Regions from separate parts of the Triticum aestivum genome. Here region 1 is linked to region 2. Evidence: chromatin contacts called from public Hi-C data. All regions are on one chromosome and are shown on one strand. The core of a region is the stretch at or near the end of the contact, and the rest is flanking DNA. Distances in the headings are between cores, read along the strand shown.

The links. A called contact is a pair of places that touch in the nucleus more often than the background predicts.
Region 1: a Hi-C map of leaf shows a contact between it and region 2, with 7 times the contacts expected there. The contact joins the promoter of LOC123156041 here to the enhancer-like site in region 2. A contact is called at or near these places in 5 of 5 Hi-C or Micro-C datasets (leaf, root and an unstated tissue) and 1 of 1 datasets of contacts at active chromatin or transcription factors (leaf).

Annotation. Positions count from the first base shown.
Region 1 is chr7B:49,424,410-49,431,190 of IWGSC CS RefSeq v2.1, forward strand. It overlaps LOC123156041, which reads left to right and starts at 3,127. Exons shown (of 10, transcript XM_044574209.1): 1 at 3,127-5,828; 2 at 5,925-6,141; 3 at 6,271-6,422; 4 at 6,502-6,573; 5 at 6,665-6,781. The coding sequence starts at 3,351.
Region 2 is chr7B:49,346,830-49,353,133 of IWGSC CS RefSeq v2.1, forward strand. No RefSeq gene overlaps it. Among protein-coding and RNA genes, the nearest start is that of LOC123159537, 13 kb to the left of the region's middle. Within about 2 kb of position 4,917, at least 6 of the 8 cell types and tissues checked have an H3K27ac peak or open chromatin away from gene starts, as enhancers often do. A contact at or near this core is called in leaf and root, where this site is marked.

The sequences.
Region 1 (6,781 bases), core at 1,877-4,376, 76 kb after region 2:
GGCTGGGCTGGGTTGCCGCCCATCTTCATCGACCTCACCGACGGCGATGACGACGACATGGGCAAGGGCAAAGCGAACGTCTAGGGCTGCGTGCGGGCACGAACTTATTTTAGTTTTAATTAATGCTTAATTATGTTTTAAGTAGACTTTGGCCGGCGGTTGACCAACCCTATGGGTAATCAAGTTTCTATTATGGTTATATGTGCCACGTGTTTATCATTTTCTATTTTTTATACGTGTGTAAATTTGGGTCGGCCGTCTGTCCGCCTGGCCGACACAAACGGATAAAAAGCGGACAAACCGCGCGTCCGTTTGGGTTGCCCGGTTGGAGTTGCTCTTAGACCATCCACGGCCTCATGTTGCAAATTCGGGTCCTCAAACGTCCGCAGACACGTCCACGACGATGACTGAGCGCGACCTCAGATTTTATCATTTACAACCACATACCATATTTTCAAAACATCTATTATATGCAGGGTCATGCACAAAGATCATCCGTCCGTCTTTACCCGACTGGGGTGTCATAGCACATCAAAAATTGCTCATAGTTAAGTTGTTCACACCCGTATTAGTCCCATCTCGCCATGTGACGAGCTAGTCAACCGGTTTAAAAAGTTGGGTTGTCCAGAAGCGATAAGCTTCTGACATCATTGCATTTTTTGTTAAGAATATAGACTATCACTATGAATCTTCTATGTTAGTCAGGGTCTATCTCCTTGACAAGGAAACCATTCATGTAAGTATTTCTTTGTATGAATCACAATGTGTCGACGAGAAAAATAAAAATCTACTGTCATTGTAGTAGGGGTACATGAATGAGACGAACTTGACACTAGATGAACAATTATCAGTTAATGAAATGCAGTCTAGTGTCAAGTTATCTTACTCACGCGGCGAGAATTGATAGACCTACACAATAACATGGGATATGGGACTATTTTAGCCGGTCGGCGTCCACCTCACGCGAGGATATGGGACTAAAATTTGGGTGCACCGCTGAGAGAGGACGGAGTTTCTGTCGCTGCAGGTGGGCCCGCTACGACCTACAGCGGTGTCGGCGGACCCGCACGGGCGCCCCATATCCGCCTTATAGTTGGGTTGGGTATGAGGGATACTGGTCAGCCTGAGCGTTTGAGTCATCCGTTTGGGTCGATATTTGGTGACGAGGCCGTCTGCTCGGGCATTTAAGCCGGGTTTGGAGCGTTGAGCATCTACAACCACATATGGCAAATTCGGCCCCTCAAACACCCGCGGGGGCGCGTCTGCGGGCAGTGGCCGGGCACACCTCAAATTTCACTTGTTGCATTCGGACTTTTCATATTAGACTCTCAAATCCATGCAAAAACATGCAAACTAAAATAATCCTGCGTACTACGTCGATCAACTAGCTACTCGTCGTCGGAGATGTCGACGATCTCCGTCGGCTTCGACAGCATGGGCGACAGCTGTAGCTCCGGCTCCTCCAGCTGCTCCGCTCTGGCCTCCTCCGCCTCTATTTCCGTGTCGAGCTCGGCGAAGAGCTCGTCGGACTGCCCAGCTAGCCTTCACATAGGCCTCATCCTGGACGGACTCTAGGATGGCCTGCTGCTTGGCCATCTTGTCGGACTGGGCGACGGCGAACTCCGCCTTCGCCTGCTCCATGTTGAAGGCCGGCACCTGCTGGTCCAGCTCCTCCGCCTCCTCCACCTCCATCGGAGCCATCTCCTCCGGCTCCAGCGAGTCTGGAGGCAGCCCGGCAGCGATGCGGACGGCGCGCGCGGTTTTCCTTGTCCGGATCTGCCACTGGATCTCGTAGTGGCGCTCCATCATCATTGCATAGTAGGTGATCTTGCTCTGGACCATGGCTAATTGCCGGAGAGTGGACAGAGCGCCGGAGCAGGAGAGGGGGGGGTGGTGGATGGGCTCGGACTAGCGGTGCGGAGAGGGGGGAGGGATGGGTTAGGGTTGCGGGATGTCGGTCGGCTTAAATAGCCGGTTTTCGTCTTGCGCGGCGAGTCGGATCGGCGCCACGCGGCGTTCACACCACATCGATGGACTGGAGTCTGTCGGATCGCCGGTTTCCGGTCGTTTTTGTGTGGGGCCATGCCGTCATGCCGACGTGGCAGGCGTGTCCGGACGCCTCATATTCGCCCCATGTTTGGGCTGGATTTGGAGGGTGCCGGTCAACTCGGACGTTTGAGGGGCCGTCTGAATCAAAAAATCATGACCGGACGGTCTGTCCGAGCGTATGAGGTGGGTTTGAGAAGTCCGGTTGTAGATGCTCTTAGAGTTCAGCTTTGTGTTAAGTGGCGCTGGCCATTCTCAGATCTGCTCTCGCACAGGGCTTGTTCTGGCCTGCTCGTTTCCTGACGACGACGAGCTGCTCGGGATGCCGCTTGACGCGTGGCTACCTGCGCGCTTAGTTTATGGCCACCCTCTGGTGTTTGTGGTCTGCGTGCCTCTCTTTCCCGGACAGCACCACAGGAGCATGAGCCCGCTGGACACGCGGCAACAAGGGGAGGCACCAGACCGAACCTATGGCTCCAGCGGACGAGAAAAGCTCATCGGTGGCACACCAGCGATATACGAAGCCAATGTCGGCACCGGTGTGCAGCATCAGCAAAACCGCCTCGCCTGCATGGCCATGACAAACACGTCGGCCCATATGCATCATCATCTCATGCGCCATGCCTTCACCCAGTACACACAGTGGCGTACTATACTCCCAGATCAAGAGAGGTCAACAGGAGCACGCACTGGGCAAGCTGCAACGTGTCTGTCCATCAAACGAAAGCGGCCAACATAGTCACACCCACGAGCACACGAGCGGACCCCCGCGGCTCGTGCAGCAAACCGACACGGAGTACTAGCAGTAGTACGTACAGTACAGTATATCGTAAGTACAAAAAGAATACAACCCTAGGAAAAAGGAGTACATAAAAATTACCGTATTTTATTATCGTGCCAGCGCTAGATATGCACACGGCACACAACGGGACACATGGCGCATCCCCTTTCTCCCACGATTTTTAATTAATCCCAGCCTCCCACCCCAAAAAAGTGATCTACCAATCCGGTCCACGCCGAGTTTAACCCATCCCCATCCACCGTCGCTCGCAGTTGCTCTCACCGCATCGCGCACTGCTGTACTACTGATTCAGCCACTCCGCGCTCCGGTCCGATATAACCAGCGGCCGCGCCGTGCTCTTTTCCGTTCTGTTCTGTTAGCGCAGCCCGCCGAGAAAGCCCGCGCCCGCGCCCGCGCGGATACACAGGAGGACAAGTTGGAATTTATCCCCACCTCCGGCCGTTCCGCGCCGCGCCCCACGTGATTCCGCGGCGGCCCGAAACCTAGGACGGCGGCGGCGACGATGGCGAGCAGGGGGACGGCGGACACGGGGAGCCCGAGCGCGCGTTTGGCGGCGGCGGGGGCGGGGGAGGAGGAGGCCGGGGCGGGGAAGGTGAAGCTGCTGTGCAGCTACGGCGGCCGGATCGCGCCGAGGTCCGGGGACGGGGCGCTGCGCTACGTGGGCGGCCAGATGCGCCTCATCTCCGTGCCCCGCGCCGCCTCCTTCGGGGACCTCATGCGCAAGGTCGAGGCCGTCGACGAGTCCGCCGGAGCCGCCGGCGGGGTGCTCGTCAAGTACCAGCTCCCCGGGGAGGACCTGGACTCGCTCGTCTCGGTCTCCTGCGCCGAGGACTACGACAACATGCTGGAGGAGTACGAGAAGCTGGCCGCCGCCGCGCCCGACGGCTCCGCCAAGCTCCGGGTCTTCCTCTTCCCGGCCTCCGGGGGCGAGCCGTCCGGCTCCGGCTCGCACCTCGCCGTCGACGAGACCGGGCAGCGCTACATCGACGCCATCAACTGCGTCTCCGCGGACGCCGTCGCGGCCATCCGCCGCAGGGAGAGCGTCGCCAGCGGCGGCTCGTCCGCGCACAACTCCGAGGCCTCCGAGCCCGCCGGCCTCGCTGAAGGTATGTCGCCGCGGGCCGTGCCGCCCCCTTCCGTCCCGCCTGAATATTTGTATTCAGCTGGGAGCCACACCAACCATGCTAGTCCCTTTCCGCAGTCGCTAGGATTTAGTGCTGTCGCAGCGTCAGCTCCGGCAATGGGCATTCCGGCGCACAACCCCTTGTTGCTTAGGTCGGAGCCACAACCGCTGCAGCCTCATCAGGTTGCCTCCTATGCGCCGCCGCATCAACCGGCTCCGGTTGCCTCTTATGCACAGCATCAGCAGCCGGCTCAACAGGCTGCCTCTTATGCGCCGCCACTTCAGCCTCAGGTTGCCTCTTATGCGCCGCCGCAGCAGCCTCAAGTTGCTTCTTATGCGCCGCCGCCGCAGCTGCCTCAGGTTACTGCTTATACTTCGCAAATGCCACAATCATACCTAGAGCCTCAACAAATCCAGTACGTCAATGCACAGCAATTTGGTCTGCATGGTGTATCTCAGTCCGCTAATCTGATGCCTGCGCACATGAGCCAGTATGTGCCCAGTACTCTGGGAACAAACTCCATGGCGACCACGGGTGCCCAAATTGGTGCTTTGAGGCCTGTTTCTGCAGGTACAGAACGTGTTCTGGAGAATCTGCATTTCACAAGACCAATGCAAACTGCAGTTGATCCGAATTACAGGGTACTGCAGCCACTTTCAGAGCTTCCTCCTCTGCCTCATACGACTTTGCAGGCAAGTGATGCTCAGAGATATGGCGTCCAGACGGTACTCACAAGCACAGCAAGCTCACCGGTGATGATGAGCTCGAGGGCATTCCCAGTGGTGGTAAGCTCAGCTACTGTGCCAGCAGTGAGGTACGATGATTGCACGATGTGCCAGAAAATACTGCCGCATGCCCATTCGGATAACATGATACAGGAGCAGGGAAATCCTCGCGCACTGAATTATCCTGATGTTAGTCCAGTGTTTTACAGCCTCCATCAAGAGGATGCAACCAAACAACAGGTTCCAGCTGCAGTTCCAGTAACATCTGCTAATTACATATCAGAACCCAGAGCTGAGAGCACAGCAGGGATGATGGCCCAGTTTGATCCAAAACTTTCTGCCAGAAATCCAGCAGTTCAAGCAGAACCATCTCAAGATGCAGGAGCGTTGGTTCAACCCACCATGGTTACTGTACCTCTTTCCAGTATACCTACTTCAAATGGAGTTTTTGTAGGGCAGCCTCCGCACACGCTTGCTGAAGATTTTCTCATGTACCAACGTCAGCAGCAACACCCTTACAGTATGCAGCCATCACAAGTCCTGGCAAATGGAGTCAGTAGCAATCCACAAGGGATTGATGCTAGTGCATTTAAGAATTCAAATCATCCAGTAGCAGAACCAATTGGAGAATATGCCCATGATGTTCCTCATGATTATGTCAGAGCTATCGATGCTCGGATGCAAGGAATTCAGTTAGGTCCTATTGCGCCTCCAGAATCTATTGTGCAAGGGAAGTCAGCTATTCCCCATGGTGCTGCTGGCGATGGGATAGTCGAGAAGCCACCTGTTATTATTGATGGCAGTCCCATATACAAATCTCAGGCTGGAGGTTATCACATGGGCACTAGCAATGCTTTTCCTGTTCCTTCTTTTATCCTAGATGACAATGTTGTGAGACATACTGAACAGCCACCTCCCTCTCGAAATGTTGGTGCCAACAACGTATATCCTGAGATTGTCCAGCAGCCAAGTATGTTACTCAAGAACAACCTTGGTGTGCCCATTGAACATCCTGTTCCGAGCGAAAGATTTCTTGTGAGGCCTGCTTACTCTGGTGTTCAGTCTCCTGCTGGACCTCCTGCACATCATCCTGGGGAAATGCTGAATGGCATGGTTTCCGCTCCCTATAATGTTAGTAGTCAAGTTGTATTGCAGGCTGCAGCTAGTACTGATTGTGTCGAAGCTACACGTGAACCAGCTTACACAGAATCTCTTTTCTCAAACCAGGATCCTTGGAAAGCAATTGGAAATGCTTCGGCAGTACCTCCAACATCAAACATGTTGGCTAAGGAACATGTTCTTTCTGGAGATCCATATGTGGATGGCCATGTTCCTGCAATTACAAGTTCAAATGCCGCCATGTTATTAGAAGAAGGCAATCTTCCACTCATTCATGACCCTACTTTCAAGGATATATATCCAGAACCTGCACAAATAAGCAAAGGTTGGTACAGTATACTATCTCATCGTATATAATTTGGTTTGCACTACAGACTAAACTGTTACATCCTTTTAAGAATTGATATGAACTAACATCAATATTTTTCTCGTCATTTGATTTTGTCTCTGAAAGGATATGGAGAAGAAATTGTCAAGCGTCAGTTACAAGCTGTCGCTGAAGGTGTGGCAGCATCTGTTCTGCAGTCACCATTTCCTGAAAAACCAACTGAATTTTCTGGGGATCACAAAGATTTGCCTGGAGATGTATTTGATCCAAAAAATGAGGTTGGTGGCAATTCTTTCTTTTCTTTGTAGTTCTTTGTACTTTGATCAATTTTAATACTTATTTATTTATTTTGTTCAGGATGCGCCGAGCAAACAGTCAGACAAAACAAGCCAAGGAGTTCCAGTTCTAGATGACATCGATAACCTTCAGGTTGTTGACAATTTACAAGTTGATTATATGTGCGCTTTCCATACACTTTTAAATACACACATCACCCTTAACTACGCGTTTACAATTGCAGATAATAAAGAACAGTGATCTTGAAGAATTGCGTGAACTAGGTTCTGGAACCTTTGGTACTGTTTACCATGGAAAATGGAGAGGTTCTGATGTCGCTATAAAAAGGATAAGCGATCGG
Region 2 (6,304 bases), core at 3,667-6,166:
GCATCTATACACTGTGTTTGTGCTAAGCTTTGTGTAGCTTCTCGGAGCTCAGGCGTTCGCGCCAGCTTCACAATTGAATTTTGTGGAGTCGAAAGCTGGAGAGGTTCACAATGGGCCCTCTCGCCCACAGCAAGAGCAACCGTCCCCTCGCCTCTACGCAAGCGCAACTGAGCCGTCCCATTACTTGCTACGAACGTCAGTCTATTCTTTCAGTTTTATTGTTTTCTATTTTCATTTTCTTCTTTTAAATTTTGTTTGTGTAAAAAATTTATATGCATTTAAAGTTTTCTTTACTTTAATTTTTAAATGTAGTGTAAAAATAATGTTCCTATAGCTTTAAAATATGTTTTTGAGATGTTGGAAATAAATGTCGTGACATCTTCAAAAAATGTGTTCTTATTTTTTTTTAAATCAAACCATTGAAAAATATGTTCAAACATTTCAAGAAAATTTCTTCACATTTTTTAAAAATAAATTATACAACTTAATGAAATGTTGGCTTGAATTTCCAAAACAAACATCCATTTAATAAAATGGGTGTGACATTTACGAAATATTCACATGTTCTAAGAAAAAATTGGGACATTCATAAAAAATGTATATACAATGTATAATAATTATCTGGTAATGTATAAATTTTTTACAATTCTTAAAAATGTTTGTGACATTTGAAAAAATTGTTCATGCATTTTAATAAATATGCTCATGAATTTTTCCAAAACAATTATTACATGCTATAAAAATGTCCGCTAATATTCAGAAAATGTTTTATATATTTCAGAAAATGTTCATTGTGTATTTGAAAATATTTAAAATTATAAGAAATATGTTTCCCAAAAATGTTTTCAAAATATGTTAATCATTTATTTAAAACATGTTCAACATGTACTAAAACTTTTACAAGTGTAGATAAAAAATGTACAGACTTTATTGAAAAGTCGATACGTGTTTCAAAAAAATATAAGGAAAAATAATAAGTGGAAAAAAATAAGAAATAAATAAATCCCAAAAATTGGAGAAAACAGTCAAAAAGGGAAACACAAAAAGTGAACCAAAAAATATGATAAGATCAGTAAAAAAATACAAAAAAACTAAATATGACAACAGATGAAAACCACCACAGAATATAGACAAAATGAAAAAACACACAAAACCCGGTGATAGAAGCTACCCTGAAAAAATTCACAAAACCCGGTAATAGAAGCTTCGCGCAAAACAAGCGCATTTTACTGTCTTATATAGCGCCCGCGTTGAAGGGCTGGAATATGAAGCGTGCATTTCAGGCCGAAGTACTGGATAAATCATTGTGAAAATTTCCATGACATGGCGCGATGGTCTCAAGGATAATGTATCATTTAATTTTTTTCGAAACTTTTCAGAAAAATGAAATAAATAGGAAAATTCAAAAAATGGTAGAATTTTCAAAATTCACTAGTTTTTTCAAAAATGATCATAATTAGAAAAAATCGAAAATAATCAAATTTTCCAAAAATTGTTCACTTTAACAAAATACTTGGAAAATACAAAATCTGAATTTCCAAAAAAATGTTCAAAAGACACATTTTCTTTACAAAATGTGTTTTCCATTTATTTTTATTCTCCAAAAAGTGATCACTGTTGTAAAAGTCATTTGTGTTGTACTAAATTGTTTGGATTTAAAATTATTCATAATTTAAAAATGTTCTTAGTTGAAACAGTGTTGATGTTTTCTCAAAAAATGTTCATTTTAATATAAAAATTAACTAAAAAATTAAAGGAAAGAAAAAAGCATTACTACATGAACAACACTGCTCACTGTAGAAGAGCGGTTTGCGATAGTGGCTCGCTGATGGACCAGCCCACTCGACGATGCCGTGTGCATAAATCTAGTTTTTTTTTTGACACAACGAGCATCCTGTAAGCCAAAATCACTAGTTAAGGAGTACTCGTTGCAAAGATCACTCTCATTTTCCTAGGTTGCGACAAGTGGTGCCTAGATGTGCGCCACTTGTCACAACCAGGGAGTTTTTCCTTTTTCGTAGATTCATTTATTCAAAAAGTTTTATCTTTTAAATCGTGCGTCAATGAGCATCCTATAAGCCAAAATCACTAGTTAAGGAGTTCAAATCTCGAACCATTTTCACCATTGGATTCCTCGCGTCGAGATCTTTAAAATTAGATCTCATGTTGATAGGTTTTGATGAACTTTTTTTCACAAAAAAAACCAGACGAAGAAACCGAACCGAAAGCATGAGGTTTTTCCTTTCCGAAAGAGGCGCGCCCGTGCCTCTCACGGAATCAGAACAATACCTCTCGTGGAAGCAAAACCGTGCCTCTCGCGAAAGGATAAAAAAAAGAGAAAACACAGCCATGCCTCCCGCGGAAGCAAAATCGTGCCTCTCGCGAAAGAAAGAAAAAACAGAAAATGCATTTTTTTGTTTCCGAGAGGCACGGTCGTGCCTCTCGGAAGCAAAACCATGCCCCTCATGGAATGAAAAATATAGAAAAAACTTCTTTTTCTGTTTCCGAAAGCACAACCGTGCCTCTCTCGAAAGCAAAACCGTGCCTCTTGCGGAAGGAAAAAAAATAAAAAACACGTTTTTTTTTAGTTTCTGAGAGTCACGGCCGTGACTCTCGCGAAGGCAAAACCGTGCCTCTCGCGGAAGCAAACCCGTGACTCTCACGAAATAAAAAAAAATATGTTTTTTCGCGCAACAATTTTTTTTTTTTGAGAAAAAAAATTGTTCCAAAAGTTAAGGAAGACCGATGAAAAACCGAAACATCGAAAAAAGGGGAAAACCGTTTAAAAAGCCAAAAACATGTGCGAAAAAATAAAATAAAAATAGAACAAAATTTGAAGAGAGCGACCAAAGCGCGACACGTGGCGGGCGGCTGAGAGCGTGCCAAATGACGCTGATCGTTGTAAGCCTTCCGAAGGAGCACTGTTAACTAGTTGGTCTACCTGTAAGCACTCCCCGAAGCATCGGCAATTATACTTAATTTGGATTGAACGGGAATTACCCCAAACAATTATCCCGGCCAAGAATCTCAAACAGGGTCGTGTGTTTTGAACACGGCCTACGGGCCACGTCTCCTCGCCTCTGTGACGTGCTAATCGGCCGGCCTTTTGTTCCTACGAACGTTAGTCCGTTCATTCATTTTGTTTCTTTTGTTTTTTTCTTCTTTAAATTTTTGTTTGTATTTTCAGAAAATATAGATATTGTAAAATTATAGTTTTTACAAGTGGTCATCGCACATTTAAAAATGTTCATTTAGTGTAGAAATAATGTTTGCATAACTTTTTGAAATGTTGATAGCATTAAAAAAAGTTACGGCATTTATAAAAAGTGCACGTATTTAATCAAAATATGTGACATTTAAAAAAGGTATGTACATAATGTAGAAATTATTTGTAATATTTTTCAAAAGTATTCTGTACCATTAAAAAAAATTCATGCATTTCAAGAAATGTTCTTCACATTTTTTTTGGAAACTTTTATATAATTTTTGTTTTTGCAGAAGTTAAAAAACTGTACCGTCGAAAAAAATGTACGTGACATTTAAAAAATGTCCGCAAATTGTAATAAAAATGTTCATGACGTTTTTAAAAATCCTGCATTTGAAAAAAAATCTAATCACATTTTTAGAAAATTTCATCACATAGTAAGAAAGTTGCCTAATATAATAAAATAAGTTAAACGTGCATTTCAAAATGAATTAAAATTTATTCAAAGTAAATGTTTCAAACAATGAATTGAAGAAATGGTAATCGTGTATTTTTTTTAAATGGCTAACGTGTATAAAAAAGGTGTTGCGTGTAGATAGAAATGTATGACATGTATTAATAAAGTCGACATGTTTTCGAAAAAGAGAACAATAATGTAAAAACGTGAAAACTGAAGGAAATCGACAAAAACATAGAAAAATGAAAACCAAAGACAAATAAAAATTTAAAAACAAACCAAAATGAAAGGAGAAATTAAAATAAAATCCAGAATCATAGAAAACTGAAAACCGCAAACCAATGAAACCCAAGATAGAAAATACACACAAAAAAGTTTTAGTAAGTACTCCCTCCGTCCCACAATATAAGACATTAAGCGTCTTATATTATGGGACGGAGGGAATATTGGATAAATCACTGTGAACAACATCACGAGATGGCGCGAGCTGCTCAGGATGATGTGTCTTACGGTCAGACTTTTATTCTATTTTATTTTCGGGGAAGGATCGCGTGCATTGATTCTTGAACTGCGAAGGTTGCTGGCACTCCCCCTGGACATTTGATTTGTACGCACACACTTTGGAAAGCGCTCCACTGGTTCGTCCTGAATTCAGAGCAGGTGACATCCAGAGTTGTAGTTGTGTGAGGTAATCCAACGAGCTGTAACGATTTTTCTGTAGAAGAAAAAAAGCACATGTTTCACTCTCTTTTTTGTTTTGCGAATGAAACGTACACAACCAATTCAGATACTGGCAGGCCGAACTCTGACATAAAACATCGTTAAAAGAGCCTCTGTCAGAAAGCTCTGGTCTGTTGACAAGGTGATCTTGCGAATGATTCGACGAAATCCCAAACTTGCTTTCAGTTTGCTTCCGGTCTTCTTAACCCACAGCAGATGCAGGGCAGGCTTTAGCCCAGTATAGTAAGAAAGGGCCAGCATGGCCCATCAGCCCGTGTTGCCGCTGCCGCTACCGCGTTCACACGCACGCACCAGAAAAACTCTGCGCGACCGCGACCACCTCCCCACGATCCACCGCCCGCCTCCGTCCCCGTCAGCCGCCCACGGCGCACCACCGCCCCCACGCCGCGGCCAAGGCTCCGGCTCCGCCGCCCACCGTCCAAACCTCGGGGTTTCCGCGCTGCCACGCGGCACCAGGTCCCGCCACGGGGTCGCTTAACGTGGACGACCACGACCAAGCCCTCGTCAGGGTCGTCGCTTATCTGAAGACGCCGTTCCCACGCTGCCTTTTCTTCTGGTCGGCGTCCAAGTCCAAAAGCGCTATCCCCTTGGCTCGGGGTTTTGGATCTACGTAACTTTTTATTTTGATGGGGATGTAACTTACTAGCAAGAGGAAAAGGGACGGCCTGACGCGATCTGTTGTGCGACGCAGAGTCGGTTAATCTCCAGAGAAGAAACAGGAAGGGAAGAGTCGACTCGGATGGTTGTAATCTTCTTTTTTCGAAATGATATGGACGCGTAATCTTTGATTGTGGAGACTCGGGGAGGGCAGGGTGCCGCTTGGGGCGATTTGGCGGTGGGCATGGTCATGTCGGCCGCTTTGGCGCATCCGGCCGGCCGTGTCCCCCGTTACTAGGGTTCGCTCAGCACACATCACGCACCCCGAGATACCATCTCCTCTTCGAGATGGTGCAGCAGCTCCCGCTCTTCTTTCGGTGCAGCTTTCGTTATCACCGAGATTTACCGCTGGTACGAGCATGAATACTCTTTTTTTAGGACTGTATGTATGAACATGAAGGTCCAGCTTATTTCTCGTTCACTTGGCACTACGAAGTACGAACTGTGCATTCTTTTGCATCGAGAGTCCTGTAAATATAAGTAGCTTTGGACAATTCGATGTAATAACTATCTTTAAAGCAACTGTCATATGGTCCGTTTCATTATCTGTAAATACAATCCGTTTGCAGATTTTTATTCATGACATTTAAATCTTTAAAACAACATCAAATTTGGACATGCGTTAAACAAGTTTAAATTCAAATTTTGATATCATAAACTTGTACTCCCTCCGTTCCTACATATAAGTCTTTTTAGACATTTCAAATGGACTACAGCATACATCCTTATGTAGACATATTTTAGAGTGTATATTCATTCATTTTGCTTCGTATGTAGTCACTTGTTGAAATCTCTAGAAAGAATTATATTTGGGAATGGAGGAAGTATGAAATATGAGATGATACAATAATGATACCGAAATGAACCAATGATGAAAACATGCAAAAAGGGATTGTAATAAATCCTAGTGAAAGTTGTATAAAATCTGGGATGAAACATTAAAGATCTGTGGAATGAAACAACAACGAAAACATGCTAAAGCGAGTATATGGAAAAAAATTGAAAACTTATCAAAGTGCATTGACACAGAAATGAAATCATATAAAAATATGTGAAAAGAACAGTTTTAGAGCCCAGCCCAACCATGCAAGACAATGTAACAAAATGATATGAAAACTTATTTGACAACTCTGAAAATAGAAATGAAACCTGAATGAAATAGTACTGAAATGCGAAATGAGCATATAAAATACGATGAAAACACGTGAAACGGTTCATATAAATTTCAATATACTTTTGTAATT